Regions from separate parts of the Sus scrofa genome. Here region 2 is linked to region 1. A link is a contact called in public promoter capture Hi-C data. All regions are on one chromosome and are shown on one strand. Each heading gives the region's core, a stretch centred on a gene start, on an enhancer-like site or on the middle of the called end of the contact. The rest is flanking DNA. Distances are from core to core; before and after follow the strand shown. Region 1 holds the start of TMED2 (transmembrane emp24 domain-containing protein 2). Region 2 holds the start of CDK2AP1 (cyclin dependent kinase 2 associated protein 1).

What was found. Promoter capture Hi-C pulls out the DNA fragments that hold promoters and counts their contacts.
Region 2: a promoter capture Hi-C map of liver shows a contact between it and region 1, with 11 times the contacts expected there. The contact joins the promoter of CDK2AP1 here to the promoter of TMED2 in region 1. A contact is called at or near these places in 2 of 5 promoter capture datasets (fetal liver and liver), 2 of 47 Hi-C or Micro-C datasets (embryonic fibroblasts and retroperitoneal adipose tissue) and 2 of 2 datasets of contacts at active chromatin or transcription factors (alveolar macrophages and skeletal muscle).

Annotation. Positions count from the first base shown.
Region 1 is chr14:29,398,383-29,402,669 of Sscrofa11.1, forward strand. TMED2 (transmembrane emp24 domain-containing protein 2) reads right to left here and starts at 2,072. Exons shown (of 6, transcript XM_003359088.4): 1 at 1,915-2,072; 2 at 1,779-1,912; 3 at 56-248. The coding sequence starts at 1,957.
Region 2 is chr14:29,628,735-29,632,961 of Sscrofa11.1, forward strand. It overlaps CDK2AP1 (cyclin dependent kinase 2 associated protein 1), which reads left to right and starts at 2,350. Exons shown (of 4, transcript NM_001190166.1): 1 at 2,350-2,659. The coding sequence starts at 2,605.

The sequences.
Region 1 (4,287 bases), core at 822-3,321:
AATATTAATTCTTGGAACATGATTTTTAAAAAAATCTTTAGAATGTTCATCTTACCTTCTGTTTCCATGTCTTGTCCTTTTGGGGCCTCCCCAATATCAATGGTGAACATCACTATCTTTGGAGTCATGGTGGACATCCTATTGCTAAAACAAAACTTATATGTTCCATCCATGTGAGCAGCAAATGTGTATTTCCCACTGGACTCCCGGTCTCCTTTATAAATTCCTTTATTATCAGGCCCTGTAATCTGGAGGCAGGAGAGAAATGTGTGAGATTACACAAAAGATTCAAAATCATAAAACTTCTAAAGTGAAGTCCATCAGCAATAGGACATTCACTAAGAAAATGTAACCTGCACTTGACTCCACTTCACTTAATGACAGAACTCCACAAAATTCCTGTCGTAGTGCAGCAGAAATGAATCTGGCCAGGAACCATGAGATTTCGAGTTCGATCTCTGGCCTTGCTCAGTGGGTTAAGGACCAGGCCTTGGTATGAGCTGTGGTGTAGGTCGCAGAGGTGGCTGGGATCTGATGTTACTGTGGCTGTGGTGTAGGCGGGCAACTACAGCTCAGATTAGACCCCTAGCCTGGGAACATCCATGTGCCGTGCATGCGGCACCGAAAAGACAAAACACAAAACAAAACAAAACCCTAAGAATTTTGAGCAAGCTACATGTCTGGGTCTCGCTAATTGATTACTGCCAGCCAGTAAAGGAATCTGCTTTATCTGAGATGCCTGAAGACATAAGACAAAGGACTAGATTGGATATTCTGAGACCCATGTTCTCATCCTAGGCTGCTGCATATCAGCTGTTAGACTTTGTTCAAGTTGCTTTCTCTTATGAAGCCCATGCCACCTGTAAAACTTGTAGACTGGAATAGCTGGTGTCTTAAGCTCTCAGCTAACTTTAACAGTCAGTCCTTCCAGTAGCTCCTTATTTCTGGATTTCACTTGTTTTGTGGAATTTATGCCCAACTCCGCTGAGGGTCAGTGTCAAATGGAAAATCCTTAGACCTAATTAATCATGCTAACGGATGACTTTAAATATTAATTACATCTGATTTTCTAAAAAAAGTTAGAGGCGAATCATTCTTTTGGCTTAAAACAAGACACAGGAAATAATTTACAGACTGTTGGCTTCTTAAAATAATTTTCCGTTTTCTCCACTTCGCTGCAGTCATTACACCTAAAATGCATAACCAGCCTCACTCCCCTAGCCGGAGATGGCTAAACGAGGTATCACGTAAAGGAGATTCACGTAAAATCGGGTAATCTGGATCATTTCCATGAAAAATAAAACACAACGCGAACGTCTGCCTACATATCTCAATAGCTTTCGATTTACTTTTTCAGAAGTTTCCATGTCACGTGCCAACTTTAATTTGCACTATGGAGGAAAGCAGCTGCTGACCGTTCGAGACCCGCCACCAGCTAAACGAGACTGTGAAGCGCCTCCTGGGCCCAGATCTGACACGCGGCGCCTGGTCGACAAAGCTCGGCAAGAGGTTCCAAGGGGAACCCGCCATTCAAGCTGAGTATCCAAAGCAATCAAGCAACGGTTACGTATCCCGTGGGGAGCCCGGAATCCGGGGAGATGCGGGGAAAAGGGAGGTTAGAGGGTCGCTGGGTGGCGGCCAGCGCCCCTCCCAGAACTCGGACAGTGGCCTCGATGTCCCGCTCCCCCCGCGGGCCCCGCGCGCCGGCGGGCCCCGCGCGCCGGCAACCCCCGAGCGGCCGCAAGACCCCGCTTCGGTCGCGGGCAGCGCGCCCGCACCTCCACGTCGATGTCCAGGAAGCCGCCCTCGGCCACCTCGAAGATGAGGCCCATCTTGGTGCCCGAGGTGACCCGCTCGAAGAAGCACTCCTCGGCATGTGCGTCGATGCTGACGAAGTAGCCCGAGGCCGTGCCAGGAGGGCGGCCAAGAGCACCAGCAGCTCAGCGAGCGTCACCATGGTGGGGCTGGGGCCGAAGCCAGGACCGGGAGCGCGGCCTCCAAAGCCGCCGTGGCCGCCGCCGCCACCACTACCTTCTCAGCCGCCGCCGCCTCAGCCCCGCCCCTTCCGGCTGCGCCACCCGAGGGGGCTGATGCGGGCGCCGTGGATTGGCGGGCGCCTGCAGCTGCCACGTAACGGACGCACGGCAGCCGCCGAGGGACAAGGCGTCTCCGCGCGGGCCGAGCCTGGACGGTGGCTCCGAAGGACCAGAAACCATTGTCCTCTTCCTCTCTCCAGTCGCGCTTACAACTTAAATTTCACATGGACCACACGAGGAAAAAACAGTAGCAATAACCCTCCTCCCCCTAGTGCAGTATCTTCTTAGGATTGTCCGTAAAGATGGCAGAAGATTTGGAGGCAGTAATAGGAGTGGAAGGAGGAAATGGAGCTGAAACCAAGGGCTTTAATATTTATGTTAGCCTGCCCTCACCTCGCAAAAACCGACGGAGGAAGGATGGAGAAGGGTATAGAGACTGGGAAAGGGCACGAGAGAGAACCTCCTGAGATGTTGGAAATGTTTTACATCGTCACCTAAACGATGGGTACATGAGTGTTTACATATGCCTTTTTAAAAACTAAAGAAACTGTATACTTAATACGCCTTATTTCACTGTATGTATATATAATACAACTACCGAAAACAAAAAACCTTGTCTACATCCTCCAAAGTTAGAATTCTCTCACTTCCCTAGAGTCTAGTTGCCACCCCCATGGCCCCATTGCTCTTGCCAGCTACTGGGACAATTTTTTTGTACACTTTGCCTCCTGGCATACTCCTACACACCCCTCAAAACCCAACTCAAATGTCACCTCTCCTCTTCTTGAAATGTTCCTAGATCTCCCACTGCCAAATTCTAGCCCCTTCCTCTGTGCTTACAAGGTAGATTTGCACCCTCTAAGTTATACTTATTTACCAGTCTGTGTCACTCATGAGGCACAAGTCTTGGCACATATATGCTGCTCTCTCAGGCCCTCCCCTAGGGTCACAAAAGATCTCACTCATGATGTGTTAGTTGACACATCAAGTTCATTGAACTGGCCTGATGAGGAGACCTGGGTTGTTACTCCAGTTTTACACATAGTTGTGTAACCTTAATTATGTTCCATCACTCTCTGAACTTAAATTTCCTTATCTGTATAAAGGGGGTGATAGCACATTTTATGCTTATCATGTAAAGTTATCATGAAGATCAGATGATACCATTTATGTGAATAAGCAATGCAAGTTTGAAGGATTATTTCTTCAAAGACTACCAGACAATAGGGGGCAGTAGTGGCCCAATATCCAGTTTCCTGCTCAGGTGTCAATAAACAGATGCAGGTACTGTGAAAGAAGATTCCAGGCTATGACAATGCGTTATCGAACTCAGAGTTCTAGTAATGGTCTCCTGATTCCCCACCTTCCAAACTGTGGCAAAGGCCCTGCTTCTTCTGGCAGGTCAGTTCTGCAGTGTTATCCGGACAGCCATAGCTAGAGGGAGGCTCAGCCTAGAGCCTGCCCTTCCAACTTCACCAACCCATTTATGAGCTTGTATTTTCCTACAGTAAATCTCTTTTTGCATTTAATACCTTCAGAGGTTTCCTATTAAGCTGAATTAAATTGATGAATACAGCCTTTTCAACTTCTCAAGCAACTCAACTCTAGAAAAGTGCCAAGAATAATCCTGGTGTTTTTTTTTCAAGTCTGTTTTTATCTAGGTATTAAAGGTTAATTTTCATTTTCAAAATGATTAACATTCTAACTCCACTGTTCAGGGATTGATTGATTGATTGATTGATTTTAGCTTTTTGTGGCCAAACCTGTGGCATATTGAACAGGCTAGGGGTCAAACTGGAGCTGCAGCTGCCAGCCTACACTGAAGGTCACAGTAACACCAGATCTTTAACCCACTTGAGGAAGGCCAAGGAGCAAACCCGCATCTTCATGGATACTGGTCTGGTTCTTAACCCGCTGACTCACAATGGGAACTCCTATCTTTTCTATTTTAAAAGTGACTGTGCTATTAGGAGTTCCCCTCATGGCTCAGCAGTTAATGAACCCAACTAGGAACCATGAGGATGCAGGTTCAATCCCTGGCCTCGTTCAGTGGGTTAAGGATCTGGCATTGCCAGTGAGTCTTTGATGTAGATCGCAGATGTGACTTGGATTCCGAGTGGCTGTGGCTGTGGTGTAGGCCAGCAGCTGTAGCTCCGATTTGACCCCTAGCCTAGGAACATCCATATACTGTGGGTACAACCCTAAACAAAAAAAAAAGTAACTGTGCTATTTAAATACTGAAGGAGTTCCC
Region 2 (4,227 bases), core at 1,100-3,599, 230 kb after region 1:
ACTGAACCACAACAGGAACTCCCTGAACTGTATATTTTATTTTATTTTATTTGGCTGCACCAGTGGCATGCAGAAGTTCCTGGGCCAGAGATTGAACTCCCACCATAGCAGTATCAACATCTCGAATCCTTAACCACTTAAAAGGATAAATTTTATACTAAGTAAACTAGATCTCAATTAAAAACAAAAGGAAAAATATTTTTCAATAACGATTAGTGAGGGGGATGGTGGGCAGCATGTTAAAAACACAACATAGAAAGAAAAGAGCCCACAGCATCTGTAGAAGGGACTGAGGCAGGCCACAGAGATCTGGATTCTTGCTGCAAGGAAATGGAGGTTTTGTCAAACAGCTGGCAGGTGATGGAGCCAGAATGAATACCTTATGAGTCCAATTCTTGTAGTTTCTAGCCCTTCACTGGTTCAACAGGAAAATCGCTAGCTATCATGGCTACTGAGCACTTGACCTGTGGCCAGTCTGAATAAGGATGAGCTGTAAGGGTAAAATACAGTTTGGGTTTTGAAGAGTTTAGTATCATAAAAAAGAATGTAAAGTATCTTAATAATTGCTTTATATTCATTATGTATCAAAATCATACCATTTTGGGGTATATTATGTTAAATAAACTATGTTATAATTGAGATTAATTTCACCAGTTCTTACTTTCTAAAATGTGACTACTAAAACTTTTAAATTATTTGCGTGGCCTGCAATACTTTTCTTTTAGACAATGCTACTCTAGAGTACTGGTCCTCTAGAGGCAGGGTAGCAAAAGGGTGATATTAATTTATTCGTGAAAAAAATTTCACTGAGCATTCTTAAAAAAAAACGTGTTTTTTTTTTTTTTTTTTTTGTCTTTGTCTTTTTCGGGCTGTACCCGTAGCATATAGAAATTTTCAGGCTAAGGGGTTGAATCAGAGCTATAGCTGCCAGCCTATGCCATAGCCACAGCAGCTCAGGATCTGAGCCGAGTCTGTGACCTACACTACAGCTCACGGCAATGCTAGATCCTTAACCCACTGAGCAAGGCCAGGGATCGAACCTGCATCCTTATAGATACTAGTCGGGTTTGTTGCCGCTGAGCCATGATGGGAACACCTAAAAAATTTTTTTTTATTATAGTTGATTTACAATGTTCTTGTCAATGTCTGCTGTACAGCAAAGAGCTCAGTCATTCATACATATATACATACATACACACATATATATATATACTTACACACACTTCTCACATTATCTTCCATTATGTTCTATCACAAGCGATTGGATATAGTCCCCGGTGCCTAACAGCAGAATCACTGAACATTCTTGGCTGAACCAGCCTAAAGCTTATCACAAGGGGTGCTGAGAAGGGAGTGTCACCTGTACCTTCATTCCTAAAGGGATGGAGGGAAGGCATGGATGGTGTCCCTTTGCTTTCAGGCAAAAAGGTTGATGCCTTCCTCAGTAGATCCGGATGTATCTGAATGTCTGTGGCTAATCAAAAAAATTCGGCAAAGCATGGCGATTACAAAGGGCAGAAAAGGGTGGGCATCTCTTGTATTTTGACAAGATTTACTATTCAAGCAGAACTCCAAGAAATAATACCTTCAAAAGCTTCATCACCTAATGCAAAATACATTTGGTGATTGTGTTTCAGTCAGATCTGAGAAGTGGGCTGGGGTGGGGGTAGAGGAGAGTCAAAAATTGCAAAAAAATTCTCCAGGAGAGAAGAAACTTTGTCAAGTTTATTCTGTATCTTTAGCACCTGGAACAGTGCACCGCACACAGTAGGCGCTTCTTAAGTATCTGAATGTGTTAAGATGCAAAATTGTGTGAATGTTCGGGTGTATTTTCCAGGGGAGGAGGCTGCTGGCTTTTGTACAGTCTCAAAGGTGTCTAGGCCCCTAAAGGGTTAAAACCACTTAATACCGACAGGGACGTGAAATTTATTTGAAATCAATGTCAAAAATTGGTTGTTCTTACTCTGGGGTGTAGCCAGACCTTGGCGTCTGGAAAGATCTACGCGCTTAAAAATACCACTCGCCACCATTTTCTCCAGGTAATTTTCCATCCCTGCCCCCACAGTCCAGGGGGAAAAAAGTAATTCTGCAATCCTACCTAGCTATTAAAAAAATTAATCGGTAAAAGAACAAATCTTCAGGCGCCGCCTGCGTAGAAGAAGAAAGGGACCCACGCGGGCCTCGGGCGCCGCCGGGACCCCAGCCCCCCAAACTTTGCCAAGTTGCGGGCGCCGAGCGCGCCCGGAGGCGCGGGGCGCGGCAGCGGGCGGAGCCGCCCCCTGACGCCGGGCCGCGGCGCGCCGGGCCGCCCCCTCCCGGCCCGGGCCGGCCCCGCTGGCTCCGCTCAAAGTTTGCGGCCGCCCCTGCGCCCGCGCGCCCGCCCGATGTATGGGTGATATACTGCAGCGGGTGTCAGGGTGAGGGACGGCCATATTTGCCGGTGCGGCCCGAGCCGTCAACAACAAAAAGTGCGCGGGAGCTCGGCGGGCGCACGGACGGGCGCACGGACGCCGGGGCCGCCTCGCCGCCGTCCGGCCTCGCCGCCGCCGTCGCCCTCGCGGGCCTGGCCCCGCTGCGCCCCGGCGCGCCCCGCCGCTCGGGGGGATGTCTTACAAACCGAACTTGACCGCGCACATGCCCGCCGCCTCCCTCAACGCCGGTAAGTGAGTGCGCCCTGCGGGCCGCGTGCGCCGCGCCCCAAGTGCGGCCAAGTTGAGGGCCCGCGCGCCCGGCCCCGGCCCCGGCTCCCGGGGACCCGCGGCGGCCGGGGGTGGCAGGCACCGGGTCCCGGCCCGGGGCAGCGGGGCCGCCGCCGCCGCCGCCATGATTCTGGCGCCCACGCCGCCAAAGTTCGCTGGTGCGCCCTGTGCCGCGCCGGGCCTCGGGCCGGGCCGGGGCCCGGGGCGCTGGCTGCCGCCGCGGTCCCCCCCACGCCGGCGGCTGAGGGCTCGCGGGGAGCGCGGCGAGCGAGGGCGGGGGAGGCTTTCTCGGCTCCGTTTTCCTCCGGCTTTTGGGCGGCTCGGCGAGGGCCCCTGCCGGCGGGAGTCGGGAGCGGCCGGGCCGCGCGGGGAGCGGGGCTCCGGGAGCGGGGCGCGGGCCGCCCTTGGGGAGCGGGGGTCAAGCCCGGGCGGGGGCCGAGACTGCTGCGTGCACGTGAGCAAGGTTAGGCCACGCGCGGCAGCGCTGCGGGGTGGCGAGCGTGCCAAGTGCAGCCCGCCCTGAGGGCCCGGGGCCGCTGGGGTCACCGGCGGTGCAGGGGACATCATCGGTGGCGGCTCGGCCTGGCGCGTGGGAGCGGGGTGCCCAAAATGGGGCTCGCGGCAAGGTCCCCTCAGGCGTGTGCGGCAGAATGAGCGAAGTTGAAGACCCGGGGTTTCGGAGTGCCTGCAGGCGGAGGGTGGGGGCGGCATTTCGGCCTGGGGCCCGCATTTCGGGGCCCCGCATCTTGAGCCCCCAACTCTGGGTTTGGAAGGTCCCCTCCCGCAGAAGCCTAGGGGCCGTCCTCTCCCTTCCTTGGGGCTGGAACTGGACGGTCCCAGGAAACTCCTCCAGAAGTTGTCAGGCAGCTTTAGGCTGTGTCCAGGGTCTCCTCCCAAGGACGAAAGGCACCGGGGGGAGGGGAGGGTAAAATTGTGGGGTTCGGGGGTGATTTGCTCTTTCCCTTCACTATAGCCCTTCTCCTTTGGACTCTTGGTGGGAAACAAACTTCCAAAAAGCTAGGCGCGTGGGGGCGTGGGGGGGTGTGATTGGCGGGGAGGAGACTGGCGTCTCTGGTCCGAAATGCCACGCTGGCAGTTGTCCGAAAGTTTTGAGCCTTGTCTCCAAATGGTTGACTCCATAACTCCAAAAATCCTATAGGGGACCCAGAAAAGCAATGCATGTAAATAAATAAATATTTATTTATTTTTTAACTTCTTAGACACAGATTGGGGAGTGGAAAGGGTTAAGATTCAGGATGTGATTGGGTGGGGGATAGCTAAGTTGGTCAAATGTGGGCTCTAAGCCTCAAGAGCAAACAGCCACTATTTTCTCTTCAAATGTTCTCACCTCTTCTGGGGTCTGCAAACCTTATAAAGACAAGCTTTGCTGCCTGTAGTATTTCTCACTGCCTCCTTCATCTGACTGTGGTAAGGATGGAGGGTCTTGCTGCTGCCTGTACAGGTGGGATATCTCAGGCCTGCCCTGGTACAGCTGAGGCAGGGACCCTAAACTGGGACCTTTGGGGAC